Linked DNA regions of Mus musculus: regions 2 and 3 are each linked to region 1. A link is a contact called in public Hi-C data. All regions are on one chromosome and are shown on one strand. Each heading gives the region's core, a stretch centred on a gene start, on an enhancer-like site or on the middle of the called end of the contact. The rest is flanking DNA. Distances are from core to core; before and after follow the strand shown.

What was found. A called contact is a pair of places that touch in the nucleus more often than the background predicts.
Region 2: a Hi-C map of female germline stem cell-derived STRA8 germ cells shows a contact between it and region 1, with 2.9 times the contacts expected there. The contact joins two enhancer-like sites. A contact is called at or near these places in 17 of 484 Hi-C or Micro-C datasets (8-cell embryo, B cells, the Ba/F3 cell line and 13 more), 2 of 115 datasets of contacts at active chromatin or transcription factors (CD8 T cells and bone marrow-derived macrophages) and 3 of 9 other capture datasets (adipose tissue, liver and pancreatic islet).
Region 3: a contact with region 1 is called in a Hi-C map of bone marrow-derived macrophages, with 2.1 times the contacts expected there. The contact joins two enhancer-like sites. A contact is called at or near these places in 1 of 15 datasets of contacts at CTCF or cohesin (CD8 T cells), 4 of 484 Hi-C or Micro-C datasets (the Ba/F3 cell line, CD8 T cells, bone marrow-derived macrophages and 1 more), 3 of 115 datasets of contacts at active chromatin or transcription factors (CD8 T cells, bone marrow-derived macrophages and double positive thymocytes) and 3 of 9 other capture datasets (adipose tissue, liver and pancreatic islet).

What each region holds. Positions count from the first base shown.
Region 1 is chr1:125,388,358-125,392,274 of GRCm38.p6, forward strand. No RefSeq gene overlaps it. Among named protein-coding and RNA genes, the nearest start is that of Actr3, 45 kb to the right of the region's middle. Within about 2 kb of position 1,989, at least 32 of the 459 cell types and tissues checked have an H3K27ac peak or open chromatin away from gene starts, as enhancers often do. A contact at or near this core is called in bone marrow-derived macrophages and pancreatic islet, where this site is marked.
Region 2 is chr1:125,488,695-125,492,611 of GRCm38.p6, forward strand. No RefSeq gene overlaps it. Among named protein-coding and RNA genes, the nearest start is that of Actr3, 55 kb to the left of the region's middle. Within about 2 kb of position 1,742, at least 37 of the 459 cell types and tissues checked have an H3K27ac peak or open chromatin away from gene starts, as enhancers often do. A contact at or near this core is called in pancreatic islet, where this site is marked.
Region 3 is chr1:125,465,258-125,469,174 of GRCm38.p6, forward strand. No RefSeq gene overlaps it. Among named protein-coding and RNA genes, the nearest start is that of Actr3, 31 kb to the left of the region's middle. Within about 2 kb of position 1,609, at least 112 of the 459 cell types and tissues checked have an H3K27ac peak or open chromatin away from gene starts, as enhancers often do. A contact at or near this core is called in bone marrow-derived macrophages, where this site is marked.

The DNA.
Region 1 (3,917 bases), core at 739-3,238:
CCCCATTTATGGAAAAGAACACTTTCAAACCAGCATCCTTCCAATTTTGTCTTTGTGTGGATGGGGAAAATGAGGGTCTTTTCTGTCTGGTCCTAGTCTAAGCATATGGTTTTTGTTTTGTTTTGTTTATTTCCTGCTCAATATTTTTTATTGCTTAAGTGTGTATTCAAACATGTCAGCTTTAACATGTCAGCATTAAACAATCACAGTCTTTATAGAGAAGAGAAAGTAAGTGTTGGGAGGGAGCACTGTGCTTAACCCGCAATGCCCCCTCGAGCAAAGGCCCTTTGTATCTCAGAACAAACAAAACGTTTTACTATTAACACACTGCAAGGGGTTGTTTGTGTTGGTCTGGAGGGGTCTAAACCAAAATGGAGAGCACAAGAGACAGCTATTCACAGAACTCAGGCTAGAATGTGTAGTTCATAATTCTGCGTAGAATCGGATTTTGTGAGCATAGTATATAGTACTTACAAAATTTAGATGAAAACATTCTTCTAAAAATTATGTGTATGTTTGAGCCACAGTGTACATGAGGTCAGAGGACCACTTACACGAGTTGGTTGTCTTCTTCAAACCAGGGCTTAAAATCTAGGTCACCAGGCTGGACACCAAGAGCCTCCACTAGCTGAGCCATCTCGATAGTCCTAAATAGAGAGTGTGCCTGAGGTGCAGAGATGGCTCAGCAGTTACAATGCACAGGTCCTGAGCACCATAGCATACACCTTAAAACCACCTTTAACACCAGCCACAGGGGCTTTGACACCTCCTCTGGCTTTCATGGGCGCGCGCGCTCTCTCTCTCTCTCCTCACACACACACACACACACACACACACACACAGAGTATATATACATGTATACATAAGCACACAATCTCTCTCCCCCCCCCCCGTCTCTCTCTCTCTCTCTCTCTGTTTCTCTCTCTCTCTCTCTCTCTCTCTCTCTCTAACACACAGGGTTTCTTTGTATAGCCCTGGCTGTTCTGGAACTCACTGTCGACCAGGCTGACCATTTCTGACTCAGAAATCCGCCTGCCTCTGCCTCCCAAGTGCTGGGATTAAAGGCGTGCGCCACCACTGCCAGGCTTGGGAGAACATTCTTAACAATCTTTAAGTTGCAGATGGAAAAATCACATTGCTTTGTTCACTATCATATGTCCAGCAACTGGAAAAGTGTTTGTTACCTTAGACATTCCAAATGATAACCAATAAATCTCACTGTGTAACATGATAAGAACCTTAAGAACACTTCCATTTTCACTGAAATTATATACCCTTCAGATAAGAGGAGACAATATTCGGGTAACTAAGTTTACTTACTTTTGGTTTGCAGCACAGAGAACAGCAGTGGCAGGCAGATGAGAGGACTAAGCTCAGTAGCTGGCAGAAGGGGATGACTAAGCTCAGCAGCTGGCAGAAGGGGGTGACTAAGTTCAGCAGCTGGCAGAAGGGGGTGACTAAGCTCAGCAGCTGGCAGGAGGGGGTGACTAAGCTCAGCAGCTGGCAGAAGGGGGTGACTAAGCTCAGCAGCTGGCAGAAGGGGGTGACTAAGCTCAGTAGCTGGTAGAAGGGGATGACTAACCTCAGCAGCTGGCAGAAGGGGGTGACTAAGTTCAGCAGCTGGCAGAAGGGGGTGACTAAGCTCAGTAGCTGGTAGAAGGGGATGACTAACCTCAGCAGCTGGCAGAAGGGAATGACTAAGCTCAGCAGCTGGCAGAAGGGGATGACTAACCTCAGCAGCTGGCAGAAGGGGATGACTACCCTCAGCAGCTGGCAGAAGGGGATGACTAACCTCAGCAGCTGGCAGAACGGGGTGACTAAGTTCAGCAGCTGGCAGGAGAGACTACCCTCAGCAGCTGGCAGGAGGGACTAAGCCCAGCAGCTGGCAAAGGCAGGGGAGGGGACTAAGCTCAGCATCTGGCAGGAGAGACTAACCTCAGCATCTGGCAGAACGGGGTGACTAAGCTCAGCAGCTGGCAGAAGGGAATGACTAAGCTCAGCAGCTGGCAGAAGGGAATGACTAAGCTCAGCAGCTGGCAGAAGGGGATGACTAACCTCAGCAGCTGGCAGAAGGGGATGACTAACCTCAGCAGCTGGCAGAACGGGGTGACTAAGTTCAGCAGCTGGCAGGAGAGACTACCCTCAGCAGCTGGCAGGAGGGACTAAGCCCAGCAGCTGGCAAAGGCAGGGGAGGGGACTAAGCTCAGCAGCTGGCAGGAGAGACTAACCTCAGTAGCTGGCAGAACGGGGTGACTAAGCTCAGCAGCTATAGCTGCCACTCCTACCTCCTGGCATACACTGTGTAAAAAGTAATTTCTTGTGAAATGGGTTGAAGACAAGTAGCTACCCCATTGTATAACAGAATCCAAGCCATGGAGACAATGCAGTGGGTAAGGGTGCTTGCCATCAAACGTGAGGACAAGTTTGAATCCCTAGAGCCCGCCAGATGCAGTAATATCAGTACTATTAACACTCACTTGGGAGAGGTGGGAAACAGAAACAGAAGAGCCCCTGGAAAAAGCTCTTAAACTAGCCCAGAGTGGCAAAGCATAGAAGTCTCAAACAAGGTGAAGAATGAGGACTAACATTTGTAGTTGTCCTCTGACCTCCATGATGACACACACAGACCATTGCACAGGCCCTCAGACTCATGTACACACACAAGCATGTATACATTATATAAACATACACAAAGATGAAAAATAGGGAGTGTGGGATCCTAACGGTTGAATGAAAAGGCAATGGGCTTAGGAACTCATTTCCTACTCAGATAAAAGCATTTAAGTCCATTTACTCATGCTTCCAGTGCCCCCAAGCAAGGCCAGCTTCAATTTCATGAGAAGTAAGTACAAAGAGAGAGAGCTGCTCAGACCAAATGTGAATGAGAGCTGTGGTGGTTCAGTGTTCCAACATCATGATACAATTCAGAATGATGGGTGCCACAGCCTATGAAACACGCATGCGTGTGCGCACATGCCTTCGGTTCTCCTGACTGGACAGGATGCGACCAGCTTCTTCAGGTTCCTGCCTGCCACACTGACATCCCTACAACAGCGCCATGGAAACTGTGAGCCAAATACACCCTTCCTTCCTATAACTGTATTCTCCAGGGTATTTTATGACTCTAACAGGAAATGGAATGAAGACAAGAGCTGATATGTTTTCACCTGATAGTCTTGAAAAGGATAAAATTTAAGGCAGATTTTAAGAACATAAAGTACCAAATAAATGACCTATTTAAGAACAGATATAACCCAGAGAATTTCTTTAAAATAGGCTCGAAAGTGATACGTCAGAGATAACCTCTGAACACTGTCCTGCTATGGCCTCGAAGCTGAGCACAAAGCTTGGACCATCGTAGGGAGTCAGAATAGGTCTTTGGGAGATGGAGAGATGATTTGGTGAGTAAAAGCACCCACGGAAATACCGCTACATCTGTAACCCCACAGTCAAAAAGGAGAACTGACAGGCTCTGGTTGGCATCCAGCCTAGCTAGGAAAGAGAACCTGGGTCCCAGGTTCAGGAGAGATCCTGTTCAAAATGAGGAGGTACAACGTGCTCAGAGGTTACCTAAAGCCTCCTGGCATTCCTGAATTCACACAGGTACAGGTGCTCAGACAGACACACACGCTAAACATCAGGCAAGGTATAGCTTACTCCTCCAGACACAGACCAAAATGCATACTGGGAAACAGAGCCCAGGTCTTCTTCCTGTGCCCTCCAACAAGCCTAGGCCTAAAGTTTCTGACCAGTTTCCTCATAGAGTCAGAGGACATGATTTTTTAAACTTGTCATTCTAGATTACCCTACAACCACCACCACTACCACCACCACCAAAAAGAGTATATGTAATTGTAAAGTTTTTTTTTAATCTTTTTATATATGTGACTAGTTTGCCTGGAAGTATGTAAGCATAC
Region 2 (3,917 bases), core at 492-2,991, 100 kb after region 1:
CCTGTCTCTGCCTCCCGAGTGCTGGGATTAAAGGTGTGCACCACTACACCCGGCCTTATGAGCCTTTCTTACTGAAAAATTTGTAAGACAAAACTAAACTCTGATTATTTTTACCCTTTTTTCTGGTTTAGATATTTTATAATATATGTGTTATATATTCTATATGATACAGACATAATATATAACACATACACACATACATAATATTCATATTCATAATATATGTATTATATATATATATATATATATATATATATATATATTGCTCAGTGTTTTGACTTTTTCTTTTCACCAATTCTGTATCATTCCTTGATTTTTTAAAAAGTGCCCAGAGCTTCACTAGGCACCTCTGTGTTGTCCTTAGAAACAACCCTGTGTGCCTCTTAGTGTTACGTTGGTAGATAACACTCTGTAGCTCCGACTTCTCTACTGACCTCCCTTCCTAGGTTTTCTAACTTACATTTTAGTGTGCCAATGTTAATGTGGCCCAGAGCTAATTTTACCATGCCTCACTCTGCTCAGTAGAGTCTGTTGCTCCTAACTCACCCTGCACCATAGATTTCTCAGACAAGGATCTTTGAAAACTCAGACCCTCTGGCGAGTGGCTGTTTCCTTCACAGTGGTGGCCTTTGCTCTGATTACAGAGCCTGAGGAGGACCAGGTGTGCAGGCAACAGGAGTAATGGCAGTCAGCAAACTCTTCATAAATAACTGTGCGACTTTGACCTCTAAGCCCACAGTCCTTCCAGCCACTTAGCCCTGCAACATTCTCCCAATCAATTGACTTCCTTCTGTTTCTGATGTGACTAATTCTTTTGGCTCCTAACAAAGCACGGCAGCAGGAAGCCAGTGGATTTGACAGTTAAACTGTAACTAATCCCATGAAGGTGTGAGGAAGCCTGTATGAGAGGTGAAATACTTTCCACTGAACAAGAACAAACAGAGTGTGTGTGTGTATAGTATGACTCTGTGTATGTGGTGTGGTGTGGTATGGTGTGGTGTGTATGTATATATGTATGTGTGTGGTGTGTATGTTTCTGTATGTGGGATGTGTTTATATACATAATCTGTAAGTGTAGTGTAGGGTGTGTGTATCTGTGTATCATCTCTGTGGTGTACAATTCATTATGGGACTTACTGATGAAAGGCTGTTCTAGTTAACAAGAAGGCCAATTGGATCTCCACAATTTGAGCCAAAAAGATATATATATATATCAGGACAAAAGTGGGTTCCTCTTAGCTGACTGTACATGTCTTGTCTTGAGCTACCATCAGAACCAGGCCTCGTGGCAAAGCTCCACACACCACTGGAATACCTCCATCCATTTGATGGGGAAAGACACAGAAAAAAATTCAGAGTTATTCTGGGTAGCCATGATGCTCAAAATTCAGGGTGGCAACACTTTGGTCAAAGGAGCACATGGAAATGCTGTTGACTAGGTATAGTGCTTGAAGCCAGAACAAAGGCTACACGCCATTTTCAAAATAAAAGACACAGTAGTACTATAAATCTATCCAAGAATCTATGCCAGCTGAGAAGATCTAAATTTGTGTGTCTAAACCAGTGGAATACAGGAATGCAGTTCCTACAGCCCATAAGAAGAGTTTCTTCATGTAGTGGACGGTGGTTAGCACAGAAACTCACAACTGGAGAAATTGCAGGGACTAAATGTCTGTGGAATGTACAGCTATAAACAGGACATCACCTCACACCTCCTACCTCTAAGGCACAGGGGCCATCACTGAAGAGGGGGAGCAAAGATAGGAAGAACCAGAGGTCAGGGAGGACCAAAGTTAAACGGTGACGTCAGGACATGACAAAACTGCTGCACTTGTGAGCAAAAGGAGCTGAGGTCATCTGCACAAAATCAAACTAGTCACCATTCCAGCTTTGAAGGAGGAGTGGCCTCACCCCTAGCTGAGGAACTATTGATGGGCGATGGCTTCTGGGGGGTCAAGAGTTAATTTTCTATAAGGGCATGGCCCATGATAAGTTGTTCACACTCTTGTCCATGGCCCTACCAATGAACACATGGGCAGCACAAATTAAACTTGAGTATTAAAAAAAGGGCACAATATTGTGAATGGGGTGTGAAATAGATCTGGGAGGATTTAGGGAGAGTCTGACAAGTGAATGTGTTCAGAACACATTGTACACAAATATATTAAAAATACGAACAGAAGAAGGAAAAAGGCAGGCTAAGGAATTTCTAGTAGATAGTTGTGAAGGAAGCTGGAACTGTGTGCCTGCCAGCATCTTTTCACTCATATACTCCTATATTCAGGACTTGAGCCATTGAGATTCAGCCTCAGACCTACCATGCACTTCTACATTCTCACATCGCTGAGGTGGACACAGTCACATGTCCCTTTCTTGGTGACAAAGATGGCACAAGGGTTGGCTGTACCTATCACTTGTCCAGTGAATGAACTAGATTCTTCGAGAAGTGAAGGAGAAGCAGAGGTCAGAAGGAAGTCCAAAGCGTTTGTGAAGCGGTGGAGATTCAACAGATGGCCTGGATGCCACAGCTCTCTTATCTCTGTGTGCTGGAGTCTTGAGCCAGCTGACAGGCAAGAATTCCAACATGATTAAATTCTGCTATGGGGCGGTAGTGAAACATGTCTTTAACTCCCAACCCTTGAGGGGCAGAGGAAGGTGGATCTCTGGGAGTTCAAGGCCAGCCTAGTTTGCAGAGTTAGTTTCAGGACAGCCAAGGCTACATAAAAAAATCAAACCAAAATAACAACAACAAAACCCAAACCTGTCTTGGAAAAAAAAAATCTGCTATGAAGGTTGCCTATTGTTCTAGTTTGCTGTCTGTTGCTGTGATAAATACCATGGCTGAAAACATCTTGGAAAATGGGGTTTGTTTCATATTACAGGTGAGGTGGTTCATTGTCAGGTCAGGAACAGATAGTGGGAACTGGAGCAGAGACCCTGAAGTCACTGCTTCCTGCCTTCCACCCAGGCTCCAGTTCACACACCTTCCTTCTACAGCTCGGGACCACCTGTCCAGGAACCATACTGTTCACAATGGGCTGGGTTCTCCTACATCGACTGGCAATCAAGAAAACAGCCCACAGACCTGTCCACAGGTTAATCTGATGGGGGCTTCCTCTTTCCAGGTGTGTCAAGTTGACAACCCAAATTAGCTAATTAGTTCTTGTCAAGGACTGAAGTTTGGTTCCCAGCACCCCGCATTATATGGCTCACAATGGCCTCTAACTCTACATATGGGGCTCTGACACTCTCTTGTGGATGCCATGGGCACTGCACAGGAAGCAGTCCCTACTCCCCCATATAAAAACAAGAAAGAATGTTAAGATATCAATGAGCCAGACTAAAGGCCTAAATGTATTTAGCCTTTGAGCAAGGCCCAGATATGAGCCTGCCTCCTTTTTCTCATTTTGACCTCTTCTTCCTCCTCTCCTCCTTCTTCTGGACCAACCATAATTTATCGGCAGATCATTTAGACACATGATGATTAGTCCATTAACTACATCTCCTTGCCTCTTTCTGCCGAGAGTCCTGCCTGCCAGAAGTCACAAGGTTCCTTGTCTTGTTTGTTGCAGTGGTAAAATACTTCTAACTTGGAGGCGGAAAGCCAAAATAGCTTACAGGTCACATCTTTGTGGGAAGTTAGAGTAGGAGCTCAAGTTAAGAACTTGAAGCAGAAACTATGGAAGAGTATTTACTGTTGCTACTTCACCAAGGCTCATGCTTAGCTAGCTCTTGTAGTCTTAGACCCCCTGCTTAGGGAATGGTGCTGCCCACAGTGGTAGAGACCTTACTACATCAATTAGCAATCACAACAATCGGAGACAGGTCACAGGCCAATATGATTCTGATAATCCTTTCATTGAAGTGCCGGATGATTCCAGGCTATGTCAAGTGGAGTTAAAGCTAACTAGGACAGC
Region 3 (3,917 bases), core at 359-2,858, 77 kb after region 1:
GAAAAGGTTAGGCCCAGGCAAGTGGTACAAACCTTTGATCCCAGGAGACAGAGGAAAGTAAATCTTTGAGTTCAAGGCCAGCCTGGTACAGAGCAAGTTCCAAGTAAAGAACAGCTTATGTCCAGGCATAGTGATACACACCTTTAATCTGGGCCATACCTTCTGCTGGAGGACTACATAAGGACATTGGAAGAAGGAAGGTTTACTCTTCTTCGCCTGCTTGCACTTACTTGCCAGTACATCTGCTGGAACCTGCTTCTTCAGGATGCCAGCTTATACAGAAGACCAGCTGAAACACCTAGCCTCATGGGACTGAGCAACACAGCTGCCCATTGTTGGGTTAATTGGACTGTAAGTCATTCCAATAATTTCCCTTAATATATTGAGACATTCCATAAGTTTTGTGACTCTAGAAAACCCTGACTAATACACCATACCCATACCCAAAGTGTAGAATATTGAGAAAGAATGTTTAGTACTGAGTTAATAAAGTTGATTTCAGTATTGTGGTAAAGATTGTGGTGAAAGTTAAATAGAATAATAATGAGCCTGGGGCCATCAATGGATCAGCAATTCTTTTATTTTTAAGAAGGATAAGAATAGACATGCATATTTGAAGATCTGGGTGGTAGATATGTGTTCCTACACCACTTTGTTGTTGTTGTTGTTGTTGTTGTTGTTGTTGTTGTTTTCAAGACAGGGTTTCTCTGTGCAGTCCTGGTTGTCCTGGAACTCACTCTGTAGACCAGGCTGGTCTTGAACTCAGAAATCTGCCTGCCTCTGCCTCCCAAGTGCTGGGATCAAAGGCGTGCGCCATCACTGCCTGGCCCTACGCTACTTTCTGTTCTTGCCTGAACATAATAGACTAATTCACATTTTCTGTCTTCTCCCTTTAGGCAGGACCTCATATGACCCAAACTGGTCTTGAACTTCAAGGATGACCTTGAACTACAGATCATTCTGCTTCTTCCTCTGAGTTCTGGGATTATAGACATGCATTATTATGCTCAGTGTATGCTGACTGGGATGAGACTCAAGGCCTCATTATGCTAGGTGAACACTCTGCTAAGCTACAACCCTGAACCTCTCTCATTTACTAAAAAAGTCACGATGAAAATTTGTTCCATTGCACTCTTTTGTTTGTTTGTGACTGTACCTTACTATGTAGCCCATGATAGCCCCAAACTCACTCTCTTCTATTCTCAGTCTTCAGAGGGCTGGGATTATAGGTCTGTGCCACCACATCCAGCCTGGTGTGCAAATGGTTTTGTGTTGTTATTGGGGTTTTTTTTTTTTGTCTCTGTCTCTCTCTTTCCCTCCCTTCCTCCCTCTCAGTCTCCATCCCCTCCTCTCTCTGTTTCTGCCCCCCCCTCCTTGAACTATTGATATCTTACAAAGACAGCAATAAAACAGTTTTGGAAGTGAAAGAAGACACACGAAATGTGGAGCTGAGAGATACAGATCGTATTTAACAGAACAGGAAGCAAAGCTGATTATTACAGAAGTTACAAAAACTGAAGTGAGTTTCCTAAAACATCAATAGGGGAACTAAAAGCAGCCGAGCCTGTGGTGGTGAAGGGGTGGGGGGTGTAAGTGAACTGAGTTCTCCTCTAACAGACCGGGAAGGAAGTCTTAATCAGATAACACCTCATCTCGATAAATAAAGAAGTGGCAATCGCAATTGTGTAGATGTATTGCTAGCGATAGGGAAGCAACCGCCTGGATGGATTAAACACTGTAGATGGTAAAAAGTCAGGCTCTGCTCCAAGGTTTAAGTGGAAGGAAGAGTGTGGATTGAAGACAGGAGGGAGCTGCAGTACCCTACCTTTCACAGTGAGCTCTTCAGCACCAAGCTTTTGCCGTGATGGAAACAAGGTCTCACTGTGTAACCCTGGCTAGCCTAAAAGTCACTATGTAGACCAGACTGGCCTAGAACTCACAGACAGGCACCTATCTCTGCCTCCCCAGTCCTACGATTAAAGGAATGTACCACCACACCTAGTCAAGGACATTTTTATAACCATGTGTCCATATGACTTTGACAACGGCTTGTCAAAAAAATAGATAGTGAAAACTGTAGAGTGGAAAATTAAACATTTTTTTAAAAATTTAAGAATTAAACAATTTTTAAAAACTGTAAAAGAAAAGAAGAAGGCTGGCGATATGGATCAGTAGGTAAACTGCTTTCAACACAGCATGAGTTTGATCTCCCAGAACCCATGTTTAAAAAAACAAAAACAAAAACAAAAACAAAAACAAAAACAAAAACCAGTGTTGGTCAACTGGCACTTGCTGCCAACCCGAGTTTAATCCCCAGGACACACATAGAAGAAGGAGAAAAACAGCTCCTCCAAGTTACCCCCAGACTTCCCTATATGCCCCATGGCATACAGTGCTCCCACATAATAAATAAATTAAAATGTAATAATAAGAAAAGTCAGGTGGTGCGTTGCACTCTTGCACTGGGGACATAGAGATGGGAGGATTCCTGGGGCTGGCTGGCCAGCCAGTGCCATGGAATTGGTCTACTCAGGTTTAGTGAATGACCTTGTTTCAAATGCTAAGGTGGACAGTGGCCGAGACAGAACCATCAAGGCCAGCCTCTGGCCTCTACCCGCATACACAAACATATGCGTCCTGTCTTCAATCCACACATGCACACATATGAAAAAAGGAAAAAAAAAAAAAAAAACATGAGGATGTGGTTAGTGATAGAGCCTCTGCCCAGCACATATGAGATCTGGCTCATCCCCAGCACCACAGAGGGGAATGTGTTTTTTCCTGTAGTGTAATAGGCCAATCAGACTTAAGAAACCATATCTATGCAGTATTCTGATGAAGTCACTTCTTGACCTATGTTGCATGCTGACTGACAAATTATTTACCCCTTTTCTGTAGCCTGTTACTAACCTATCTGCTTTCCTTTCTGTTTCTTTTTCACTCAATGTTTTCACTTTGCAAACGCTGTAGAGACGATTCCTCCCCAAACCTGAAGATGATGCGGTCACGTGGGGGAACACTTCTTTCTGATAGACTGTTAGGTGAAACAGGGTAGTCTTCCAGAATCAACTGGGTTTCAAGTGTGTCTGAGATAAATACACCGAGAGGGGAGTGGACACTGGGGATTGTGAAGTAACTGCTGTGTGTTAGTGTTTGCTTGGGAAATGGCAACCTGGGGGAGTCAGCTCCGGTGTGGGTCCTGGGAATTGAACTCAGGCCATCAGGTTTGGCAGCAAGCACCTTTATGCACTGAGCCATCTTCAAGCACTTTTAGTCTTTCTCACTCAGTTAATCATTCATTCATTCAGTTTATTATGACGCTGGGAATAAAACCCAGTGCCTCCTGCATCACTAGGTTAACTCTTTGTTAGCAACCTACATCCCTAGCTCCAGTCTGTCTTCTTACTCCCCCCAAAACACTCTTTCTTTTCTCACAGACTCTGAACTGTAAAACTATTCACAGTTCAATCTATTTTCTTTATAATTTGGGTTTTGTGTGACAATTAGAAAGGTCACCATCATGCTGACTCCTGGAGGACTTCTGAGACAATTTAGTGGGTAAAACTCTCAATGCACAAGCAAGAAGACCAGTGTTAGGATCTCCAGAGCCTACAAAAACAAAACAAAACAAAACAAAACCAAAAAACAAAAACAAAAAAAACACCCTATGCCCAGTATTTCAGAACCACAATCCCAGCACTCCTACAAAAAGGTGGAAAGTGGAAACAGGTGAATTCCAAGGAGCTCTCCTGCTACCCAAATCTGGCATGTATATAGGCAAACAATCCCAGCACTTGGGAGGCAGAGGCAGGTGGATTTCTGAGTTCGAGGCCAGCCTGGTCTACAGAGTGAGTTCCAGGATAGCCAGGGCTGCACAGAGAAACCCTGTCTCAAAAAAACAAAACAAACAAAAAACA